Regions from separate parts of the Gossypium hirsutum genome. Here region 2 is linked to region 1. A link is a contact called in public Hi-C data. All regions are on one chromosome and are shown on one strand. The core of a region is the stretch at or near the end of the contact, and the rest is flanking DNA. Distances in the headings are between cores, read along the strand shown.

Region 1 (6,366 bases), core at 1,819-4,318:
TTAATGGGTGTCCAAATGAATTCTCTATAATTCCTCGCATCATGATAGATCTGGGATGGCCTAATCGGTCATGCCAAATAGTAAAAGTATGTGGTTCTACAAACTTCTGGTTTGTAGTAACATGTGACTCAATTGCACTAATATGTGTATAATATAAACTTGATAAAAAAGCATGTAGGCTTTCCAAAACATATTTCTTTCCACATAGATATTCAAAAATTTTCTCATTTATAGTCTTAATATGATATCCATTAAGACGAATATCTTTAAAACTTAATAAATTTCTTTGAGACTTAGTGGAATATAAAGCATCATCAATGATAAATTTTGTACCTTCGGGTAATAATATAATAGCTCTTCCGGAGCCTTTAATAAGTTTTGAACTACCCGATATTGTATTAATATGGGCATTACTTATTGTGAAATGAGAAAAATATTTTTTATCTTTGAGTATTGTATGTGTTGTAGCACTATCTACAAGACACATGTCTCCATTAATTTTGGGTCCATCGAAATTTTGTTAAACATTCATATTTTTTATAAAAAAAACAAAATATAATATGAGAAACATTACAAATATTTATTAAGGATATAAATTATTCTTTATGCAAGAAAATAAAGCATACTTAAAACAATATAAAAATGTCAAAATAACATCAAATTTCTAATGATTCTCAACGAAATTTGCCACATCTAGATAAGTTATATTATTAAGGTCATTAAATTTATCACCCTTGCAGGCATGGTCAGTTTTAATATTATAGTGAATATCTTCATCTTTTACCTTCATTCCATCATTTTGAGATGTAAAATTTGTCTCCATATGCTTTCCCTTCTTTTTAATGGATGCTTGATAAAGTTTCACTAAATGCTCATGCGTATGATAGGTACATGACCAATGCTCCTTCATACCACATCTGTAGCATATATTCTCAACAATCTAAGGATTATTTTGACCACTTCTTTATTGTCTTTCATTGTTATTCTTTTTTTGGTGGTTAGAAGTATCATTGTTATGACCACCATGATAACGATTACTAGTACGTCCTCGACCACGTCCCCTATTACATCCACGACCACGATCACGACCTCTCTATTTTCTATTTTTATAATTATTGTGCACTGCTACATTCACTTCAGGGATTGGTACAAAACCAGTAGGACGAATTTCATGATTTTTTATCAACAACTCATTATTTTGTTCAGCCATCAAAAGGCATGAAATCAATTCAGAATACCTTTTAAAACCTTTTTCACGGTATTGCTGCTGTAGAAGCACATTAGTAGCTTGAAAGGTTGAAAATGTTTTTACTAGCAAGTCCTCATCAATTATGTTTTCTCCACATAATTTTAGTTGAGAATTAATTTTTAAAAGTTCTGAATTGTATTCACTTACAGCCTTAAAATCTTGCAACCGTAAGTGCATCCAATCATAACGAGCTTTAGGGAGTATTACCGTTTTTTGACGGTCAAATCGTTCTTTCAAATTTTTCCACAACTCAAGAGGGTCTTTCACAATGAGATATTCCACTTTTAATCCTTCATGTAGATGATGATGAATGAAAATAATTGCTTTTGTCTTTTCTTGATTAGATGCTTCTTTATCTACTACTATAGTATTTTCTAGACCTTTAGCATCTAGGTGAATTTCAACATCTAACAACCATGACAAAAATTCTTGCTTGAGATGTCTAAGGCCGCAAGTTCAAGTTTGGCAAGATTTGATAATCACTTGAATCAAAATAAAAAATATTAGTAAAATAATAAGTATTCTAAATCGTAAAATAATTCAATTATATATACCAAATTTGCTAAATAATAATATGTATGTCAAATATTGGCGTAAAGAGAAATAGTCATAATAATAATTTAGCACAAATTACATTAATTGAAATTTCTTTTAGTAAAATAAAAACATGTATATATTATTTTCATTATTAGATTTGAGTTGTAAAAATAAATGTCCAAATGTTACCCAAAGCAAATAGTTCATCTAGAAAATAAAATAAAAGAATTATGAAAATACGTATACTGTAAATAGTTTAACGGGAGTTATACGGGTAAATTATATAAAGTTGAAATGATGTGAATTTCACTATAAACTTGTAGAAACTTGTGCTGATAACATATTATAAAACAATCAAATAAAAGAACACTTAAAGTAAATAGAGAATTTTCTTGTATCTTCTTTTCATTTACAAAAAAAGTTTTATATATAAGCTATTGACATTCAATGCAACATAAAGAAATGAAGCTTATTTAACTGTTTTATTGACACGTACATTAAGTATGTTTAATAATGAATGAGGAGTTTAACTCATTACTTTTATAAATGTTTAAATGTTATAGACATTCATTTAATGTATTTACAACAAAAGGAAAATTATTTTAAAATTTTAAATTAATTTGCAGTTAATATTGAAGTAAATTTGATTAGAATAGTTTATTAAATAAAAATAAAATAATATTTTTTTTGAAAATACTTATATGCATAAGACACTTAAAATTCTAATAAATCTTTTAAATTTTATATTAATGTTATGCAAATAATTTCTACAGCATTAATTAAAAAGTTACTATAGAAACTCAAATTTTAAAATATTTTGACAGGACTTTTTAAGGTAAAAATCATAGATTAGGGCTTATTTAACTATATATTATTATAATGTAAGGGCTTCTTTAAACGAAGTCTAGTAGTCTAAGCAGTTTTTTAAATATATTAGCCAAGAAAATTCAGGCTTCGTTTGGATGGGCGATTGACTGTGGTGCGGTGCGTTTAGCTTACTTTTTATCTCACGCTACAGTATCACTACAGTATTTAATCTCACCGCTACCACTGTTTTTACACTAACCGCAGCTAAACGCACTGCTTATCCAAACTCACCCTCAATCTCTATAGAAAAAAAAAATGGCTCTCTAAAGAAAAAGAAAGAGAAGAACGTGGGAAATTCACAAGAGGACATATTCGTAAATATGTGAAACAGGACAATGGTGGCATATTCGCTTGACATGGTGGCTCTTTACGTCATTTATCAAAAAAATGGAGGGCCATTTATAGAATTAACCAACAAACTTAGCAAATAGGGTTGTTGCGTTGTTTAACGATTAACCAAGCCTTTGATTTCTCCAGTTTCCCCTTACTAAACCCCAGCGATTGCAGGGCAGAAGCAGTTGAAAAACCCAGCAACCAAGAATAATTTATAACTAAAGAATAAAATTTGATTTCTTTCCTTCTTTGAATATTTTGTTCTCATGGTACTTTAGCAGTCTCCGTTGCTCCCTATATACACTCACACTGTATCAACATACGCTCCAACCGTAGCCGGCCATGGCTCTCCCTATTGGAAAGCTAAGTATACTCGTCGGTGCAGGTCTGTGCCATCGTTGCTCCCCTCAAATTTCTTTTTGAACTTATGATTCAGTTATCTTTTGGATTTCTGAGGGTTTCTTACGTTTTGCGGTTGCTAAATCCGTTTAATATTTTGGGTTAGTTGAACTAAATTTAGGGTTTTAGATGGACCCTTTGTTTCGAGTTGTGTTTAGCTCGTGGGATTTATGTTGTTCGGTTTGTTGGATTCTAGGGAATGGCTACTGGTTATGGTGCTGAGTTGGCAATTGATTTCATTGAATTGGGGTGGTTTTATCTGGCTCCTGTGTTTTAGTGCTTTGTTAGATACCGTATAATGCATTAGGGACCAAGGTCCTAGCTGTGGGACTGGGATTGAAACTGGAACGGGAAGCTGGAATCTTGTTTTTGTTAGCTTAAGATGATGAGCTTGAAGGAAGATTTTACAAACAGAGGGGGCCTCTGTAGATTTTACAGGCTAGTAGGCTGGAGTGATATTCAATGGAACTGTAAATGTTTATAATATCAAACGGTATCTATATGTTGTAAAAATGACTTTGTTATCTTATTGTGAAGTATCTTGATGCCTTCTCTACTAATGGAAGATGATCCCTATAGACATTTATGGTCTAGGATAGTAATTTCATAGGCTTAGTCTTTACTTCACCATTGAGAGAGAATAAAAGCATCGTTTTTTATTCTAAATCGATCAATTGATTAGACAAACTCTTTGCTTTGAAAATTATGATCAAACTAGTATGTTCATATGTGAACATATTATTTTTATGTTTGTTGAGTAAAAACGTACCTACCAACTTGGATATGCCTCAGCCATTAGAAAGAACCACTTTTCTAACTAATTTGGCTGTTATTTTCTTTCTAGGTGTTGTTGGCTCAATTCTTGCGAAAGAAGGACACATGCGAAATCTTTCTGATTTTGTTTGTGGTGCTTTCAAGGTACTTTTTCCATTTCTTAAGTGAAATGCAATTTTCTTTTAATATATAAAATTGAGATGATGCTGCAGTTCCTTTCTTGCTGACTTGGTAATAATTTCTCCTGCTGCAGTTTGCTTTTCGGCAACTTAAACATGATGATTCTACTCCATCAGGAAACAAGCCACGCAATGACTATTTGATGGATCAGGTTTATACTTGATCTCCTATGCCCATTATGAGTAAACTATAATATAGTAGCTTCTGATATTTGGAACTGTTTCTGCTTGTTTGATTGTTATAGTCGAAAATTGAGATGCCAATTGAACAATGACAATGATTTTTATGATGTTCTATGACCCTTCAGTCTTTTACTAAGTAATTGATGATTGAAAAGAAATTACCAGCCTCCAGGTGTTATTGATGATTATAACTAATTTTTACCTCTGTTTTGTAGTGATGAAATTTGGCTGCATTTGCTTCAAGATTAATTTCTTTTGACATTTCTGTATGGTGCTAAGGAGTTGGTTGCTGAGTCCAATTTTAAAATTCTATGTTTAATTACATCCTGAAAAAAAAATTAGCATGTGGCCTGGAAAATTGGTAGATTAGTTTTTGCATATTGTTAATTATCCTATGTATTTACATGTCTTTGTTACTTCATTGAGCAATATATTATTGCGAACGCCAAGCAGTCTTGAACCTTATTCATTCTGTGTGCTTTTCATTTCATTGATGATGGCTCCCTATTATCCTGATACCAAGCTTTGTTTATTTATTTATTTATTTATTATTATTTTTTTGAGAGTAGCTTTATATTTGAATTTGTAGAATTTTATCTTGTTCAAATTTGTCAACTTTTGCAGGTTAATAGCCTAAGGCAGGAACTTCAAATCTTAGCATCAAACAGACCAGTTACCATTGTAACTGGACGTGGATCAGGTTATTGTTGTTTCCTCTGAAAGTTGAAGGCAAACTTTTGATGTTGATCATTTGCATAAGTGGCGCATACACTTGCTGCAATTTTTTACAGTGTACCAAATTTGTATTTCCTTGTAATCCTTTTATGCAATATGGACAACTATTATGGATCCATATGAATGAGCAAATAATGATGATACCTTTTCTTGGAGGCATTATAACTTCCAACGTTAATTAATTAAATTCTACTTTTATCGTGTTCCTGAGGATTGTTTCGGAAATGTTTTTGCCTTATGCAGGTAGCAGCAAATACAGAATAATAATTGTTGTTGTAGTAGTTGGATATGGCTATGTTTGGTGGAAGGTAAATATTTTTTATTCTTTTGAGCGTATTAATTTGTGTAGGTTATATAGAGCAACAAATAAGATAATTGAATTCCTGATAATAAAGCCACATAAAAAATTCTGGCACTATTTGCATTTTCTCTTTGCAAAATATAAGATACCGGTACTTTGCTGGCTAGTTCTTCTGTGACCTAAGGCTGAAACTTTTATGGTTTAAGTTGGCTTGCTACCATTCTTTTTGTGAACTTATAGAGTTCATTGGTCTGTACTTTTTTCTCAAATGAACTTTTAGAACTGATGAGCAGTTGATTTTTCACATGAACATGCTACGGATATCACAACATAAGTGGTGGTGAGAAATTTATTTTTGGTGGGATGACCGAAATCAGCAATGAAGCTGATGGACTGATGGTTATTTGTCAGCGATTAAGTTTTGCAGATAAGAATGTAAAATGTTTTCTAGCATGTATTGGAAGTACTTGGTAGATAAATATTCAAATAAACAGTTTAAAATTTTAATTTCTTGTAATTCCAGTTTATTGATCAGTAAATTTTATACACATCTATATATATATATTAGAAAACAGAAGCAGGAATTGCTGCTCTATTCCATTTCTTATATATATTTTGCTTAGAAAAATTGTTCCTTTACTTGCTGTTATTGTTATATTCCACAAATGGTTTCAGGGTTGGAGACTTCCTGATATGATGTTTGCAACAAGACGTAGTTTATCTGATGCGCGTGATGCCATGGCAAAGCAGCTTGATAGTGTTTACTCATCAATCTCGGCAAGTTTCTCTTTTCTTTCATTTATTTTTCT
Region 2 (6,366 bases), core at 1,864-4,363, 170 kb before region 1:
ATCGCTCCTTGATTTCCACCCAATTTAAAAGAACCAAAACAATTTTTTTTCAGAGCACCAACTACGAAACGAGAGAAAGTGGCAACACAAAAACTTTTTGAAACGAGCGAGTTTAATCAACGGACACGATGAAGGCAAGAAAGAAAACAAAAGAAAAGAGGAAGAAAACAATGAAAAATTTGGCAGCACAGCAGAGAGAATTTTGCAAAAACTGAAATTTGAAAAAGATTAGAATTAAAACTGATAACTTCCCAAATCCCTTAATTATCTCCCCACTAGCCCACTACACAGAATTCCAATTGCTCTGAAACACCAACGCAGAGCTAGACAAAAATAAAACTCTCTTGCTCGCGGAGGGATTTGAACTTTAAACCCCTAACACACCAACACACATCTTAACCACTAGACCAGCAGGCCCATTCTGATATGAAATTACAAATACTTAAATATAGGCCCACTGCTCAAGTAACAGGCTTAATTCAGCAAAGTACCGAAATTTACCTAAGATAATGTTTGAACTTGGGACCTCATACACACACTCAGAATACTTAACCACTGAAGCAGATACACAGTTGTGTTATAAATTCACAGAAACAAAAAATATAACTTTTGGGGTGTTACATAATGTTTTAAATTTTTGAAATGAATATGGGAGCATCCATCCACCATGTGGATGGTTTTGATATAATATGATTTTGGTAGATACATTTACAAAATAATCAAATATGTGTTAGCAACTTGCAACCTATCGTTTGCAAGATTACTTGTTTAAATAATTAATTTTAGATTATGCAATTAAGACAATTCATATTGTTAAAACTGATGATTTTATATCGCAGTCTTTTATTGATTGAGTTTGAAAAACTTTCATAAAAGCTTGTTAGTTATGCCCATAATGGTTTAGAGAAATTATTGATTGAACGTATTTGATTAGTATCTAAACCATTACTTATGATAACTAAACTTCCTATTTCAACATGAGATTATGTTGATTTACGTGTTGTACACATCAAGCCAATAAGTTATAAATACTCCCCATTACAATTGGTTTTTAGTCAAGAGCTAAATATTTCTCATCTTTGAATTTGTGAATGTATGTATATGTCCCAATTGCTCCACCACAACGCACAAAGATGAGTGAATCATCAAAGAAATTTGGGAATATATATTAATTACAAGTTTCATTATATTATTAGATGTTTTGAATGTATTGGAGATTCAATTATGACATGTTTTGTGATTACTATTTTGATGTGATAGCTTTCCCGAAATTAAGGGGAGAGAAATAATAGTTGAATGAAATCACTGCTTGTTATCTAGATCCTTATAGAAAGTAATTTGAACCATAAGTCCAAAAAGGATAACTCACTTTATTACAAGTTAACTGTCAGATGTATTTACAAACTTAATGAGAAAAATCAAGTGTTATATACCATCTAATATTTGGAATCAAAGTCCCAGTAGGATAATTAGTTAGAATAAATAATAGATTGACCTATTCCAAAGATGAAAATTATTCTAGATGGCTATTTAATGGCAGGTACTCTAGAAGAGACCCAAGACTCTAATAACTAAAAGTCTAGAAGAGATTCAGGTACTTTAAATTGAAGATTCAAATGGTGAAAATAAAGAAATCTCGATAAGTTATGTCAATTCGAGAAAATGTGGAACCAATAATAAAATTGGTCTATAATGTTTTTGCGTGCAATATTATTGTTGAAATAATGAAATAAAATGAGGATCTTGAATAAATATATTGAGAAATATAAATATAGAATAGATTGGTCAAAATAGAAAAATGCAACTCAAGTGCAATTAATTTGTGGAGTTTTTGGACCAGTAGTCCAAATATCTAAAGGTATAAAGGTATAAAGCCAGTGAGGGTACAAATGAAATAGTTTTGCAAAAACGGAATAAAATGTGAAGTTTTTGCTAAGTCCTGGCATTGATTATGAAAAAAATATTCTTTTGTGGTGGATACAATAACCTTTAAATATATTATTAAACCGACAATTTATAAAATATTTAACTTGCGTCTAATGGTTGTTATTACAACCTTTTATGAATCACTATACAGTAAAGTTTATATTAAAATCCTTGAAGGATTTAGAATGCTAAAAGCATATTGAAATTCTTGAGAAATTTTTTATTTATATGAATTGAAATAATTTGAACATATGTGGTAAATTTGACTGAGTGAATAGTAGTTGAAATAATTTTAATATATGTGGTAAATTTGACTGGGTGAATAGTAGTTGAAGTAGGGTTATAAAATGATCCAAAATACCTATTTATATTTTTATAGAAGAATCATGATTAAAGTTTGTTATGATTATTGTTGAAACTCTTGAAAATATCAAAATATATTTCCCTAAAATTTTCTCACTCATGACTTTCAAAAGAATGGTGATAGAAATGCTTAGCAAATACATTCGAATAGTCATTTGAAAAACTAGTATTCAAGATTGAATACGTAGAATATGAGAAAGTATGTGATATTTTCATGAGGGGAGTATGTGATATTTTCATGAGAGGGAGTAAATACGCGCTGTACTCTTTTTTCCTTAACCAATGTTTTGTTCCATTGAGTTTTCCTGGTAAGGTTTTTAATGAAGCAGCATATTAGGGGTATTATAGATATGTGTACTTTGTTTCCTTCACTAGAAATTTTTTTCCCACATAGTTTTTATCTTAGTAAGGTTTTAACGAGACACATTATCAACAAATAGACATCCAAGGGGGAGTGTTATGAATATTTATTAAGTGGATGTCTATCAAGATGTAGATAAATTTTGATGTACTTTAAATTCTAATAGTAATTAGGAGTGGAGTTCTATTTCATTTATATTTCTTATATCTATAAATATAGACTTTGGATAAGCACTGTAGATGATTCCCATCAATCAATAAAATATGTTCTCTTTACTCTTTGATTCTCTTTATTTTTTATTCTTTGTATTTTATTTTATAACAAAAACTAAAATATTATAGGATAACTATAAGATCTTATAAAAGAAAAACTAACTAAAAAATTGCCTCGCACACACTAAAACTGTGTGGTTTATGAACCGTGGAAGTCATCTTTCCACACACCTTTGTTGGGCTTGGAACATGACATTAGATCTCGACTCATGGGCCCTGAATTTTTTTTTCAATTGAAACAAACATATATTGACAACCTAGTTAATGATATCAAAGAAAGTGCTCAGCATTGTATATATCAACTCAGTTTCAGTTTGACTTCCAACTCATGACTCAGTGTTTAATATGCTACCGATATTTACAATGATAAGTTACATTGTATGAGAAAAAATGCGGGTTTTAAATTATGGAAATAATGTTATTAGGAGAAATAATTGTAAATCTCGCAAAAAAATAATTTTTATAACAACATAATGTACAAATTAATTCCATTAAAAATATATTTATATTGCAGAGCAAGTGCGATTAGTATAAAAATCCCATAACAAATTTATTTTATTAATGCTAAAGTTAATAGGCATTAAAATCATTTTAACTGATATAGAATTATAATTAAAATTATTGTTAGACATTTATTTGATATGAATTCAAATTATGTCTATTGTATAAAAAACAAGAAATATTAACATTAAATTGTATTGTTAAGATTTCAATGATAATTGATGCATGTCAAGTCCTTTGCATCGAGTTACTAGGGTCACTCATAAATTGCTGAGTTTCTTGTTAATTTATTTTCAAAGTTATGACTCCTTTCTGCAATTCATTAGGTAGGAATAATGGAAATGTCAAATGGTGATTTTTTTTTTTAATTCACAATTTAGAGTGATGTATACATTTTCATTAATGAATTCTTTTTTTCCCTGCGTAACTTTTTTAGTAGCTTGAGCTTTCCAACAAAACTTTTAAACATAAAGTTAAAATAAAGAATAGACATTCCAAGAATATAATATCAAACTTTGTTGTTGTACTCCTTAAATTCATAAAGCTCTTATTAACAATTATTGTTTAAGTAGTTTTATTTTCACAAAATAGAACATAATTAAAGATGGTATAGAATAGAGTTGAGAACTTGTGAATTAGGTTTCATGATAATAAGGACAAATTCTGGATAATAAATGTAAGCCAAAATTAAATGCAATAAATTGTTTGACGCAAATATAAATGCAGGTAGGTTGCTGTTGGTCGGTCAAAGATTGAGAATGCAATATGATAAGGCAAAGTTTCCAAGTAATTATGTAATGTTTGGACTTCAAACACACCATTTCCCCAAAATAAAGTTGAAAGTTTCATCAAAAAACTAAACTCGTCTAAATACATAAGACAAAAAACATGACAACATCAGTTACGATAGATTGATAGAAGTATGAAACTTTGTTTTCAACCTTTCATTCTCGCTATGCCCAACCTTCTAAATTTTGTCTTCAAGAATCCAAATAAAATTCCAAAACTTTGGAAGGGTCCAAAATCTAAAAAATTTATAATTTGAATTTTTTTTTGAAGAGCCTAAAAATGCAACTTTTCTATTTGGTCAACATTAAAAACATTAAGGTTAAAAAATGTTCCAAGCTCATGTTGTTTTCGTATTTTTAAAATTTAATCCCATTTTTATTTCTAAGAATTTAATATCTTTAAAATTTCAAAATTAAAATTAAAGTGTTAGTATTATTGAAATTCTTATGTTGAACTCATTGGTTTGATATTTTGAAATAATAAAATGTTCACTTAATAGCCATATAACAAAAAAAATATGGTAATGAACCTGAATTTAATAAAAGAAATTTAACGATATTAACAATTTGATCTAAATCTTGAAAATTGAAAAGTATAAAAACTAAATTCTTAGAAATGAAAGTAGGAGATTAAATTCCAAATGTGCAAATAGTACAAAAACTTGGAGAATATTTTAACCAAAAATTAAACTATAAGGATTAAAATTACAATTACACTATTTAATCAAGGAGGCTAAGCCACTATGTACTCTTGTCTTCATCCTATAATAATATTATTAGAGTTGTCTGACCCAAATTTCTGTTAAAATAAAACATAGGTGACAAGATAAGGAGATTTGCGAAGGCGAAGGCCGAGGGCCAAAGTGGAATTAGTATAGAAGTTTACTTCTTCTATTTGATATTTGATTAGAATAAAGTGTTTTAACTTTACTGCATTACTTCTATTAGATTTTGATTAGAATATGGTTTTACAAACCTATAAATAGGCATAGTCTATACTCCTCTTATATCATTCAAATTCGACATAGTGAATTTTCTTCTCATCTGCCTTTTCACGAAAAATTCTGTGTGTTCTATTTTCTCTTTTTTTGCGATTCATTATCATTATCAACGTTTAATTTTCACAAATATATATAGCAATATTGAAAAAAATTAAAATTAAAATGAATACATTGAATGGCTAATGTTAAAAGTTTAATGTGTTTTGAATAAAGTAAATTTTTCTTAATTCTTCCTTTGGTTTTACGATGGTTGAACAAATAAAATTCCAATAACAACAATGAACAAAATGTTTTTGTTGTTGATATTGGGATAAAGAAGCCGAAATATTCAAATTCAAAGAAAAATAAGATGTTACATATTTGAGGGGCGTATGTTTTAGGAGCAAAATGTGAAACAAAAACATTAGGAGTGTATTTGTCTTGTTCAATACAACACTGTCCTTGTCTTCTTAAAATTCACAAATTGTAAATGAGGTATTTCATTTTCAAGAGATGTTGAAAGGAATAATGGAAATTTCTTTGTTCAAAAGTCAATACCTTCATCTTCTATTTTCAATTTCCTTGTTTTCATTTCACCAAAATAAACTTCAATTTTTTAAAAACATCAATGTAATTATCAGTTTCTCCCTCCAATTAAACCCTTCCATGCTGCATATTAAGTACCTTAATAATAAAATTCATTTTTAATGTATTTTTTTTCTTTTTCATTCTAATTTTTTAGCATAATAATAAATTTAATTTTTAAAATTTATATATATATATTAATTTAGCTTTTATTTTATTTTTAATTAAACTTGACTTTCAACCTTTTAAAAGAGTCAACTTTGATAATCAACTTTTCAAAAAGTATCGATTTATTTTTTTAAATGAAATATTAACTAAAACATTAAGTTTTTAAACATTGTAGCTTACATGGTAATCTTTTTTTTTTTTGAGTATTTTTATAATTTTAAAATTATTTGTTAATGTGGCATATAATGTTTGAGTTAGCATTTCTGTCAAAAAAATAATTTGATTACTTTTGAAAGGCTAATGATCAAATTTAACTCAAAAAAAAAATAAAAATCAAATTAACAAAAGATGTAAATATTGAGGATTAAATTTATTATTATGTCTTTTTTATGATTTGACCTTTAACTCTCAAATTTTAGTTA

The links. Hi-C and Micro-C count contacts between places; a contact is called where the count stands out from the background.
Region 2: a contact with region 1 is called in a Hi-C map of leaf, with 4 times the contacts expected there. The contact joins the enhancer-like site here to the promoter of LOC107886365 in region 1. A contact is called at or near these places in 10 of 34 Hi-C or Micro-C datasets (callus, hypocotyl, leaf and 1 more).

What each region holds. Positions count from the first base shown.
Region 1 is chrA03:78,500,340-78,506,705 of Gossypium_hirsutum_v2.1, reverse strand. LOC107886365 reads left to right here and starts at 3,068. Exons shown (of 14, transcript XM_016810291.2): 1 at 3,068-3,371; 2 at 4,230-4,303; 3 at 4,413-4,490; 4 at 5,146-5,221; 5 at 5,500-5,564; 6 at 6,233-6,334. The coding sequence starts at 3,329.
Region 2 is chrA03:78,668,223-78,674,588 of Gossypium_hirsutum_v2.1, reverse strand. No RefSeq gene overlaps it. Among protein-coding and RNA genes, the nearest start is that of LOC107886364, 40 kb to the right of the region's middle. Within about 2 kb of position 3,113, at least 1 of the 9 cell types and tissues checked has an H3K27ac peak or open chromatin away from gene starts, as enhancers often do. A contact at or near this core is called in leaf, where this site is marked.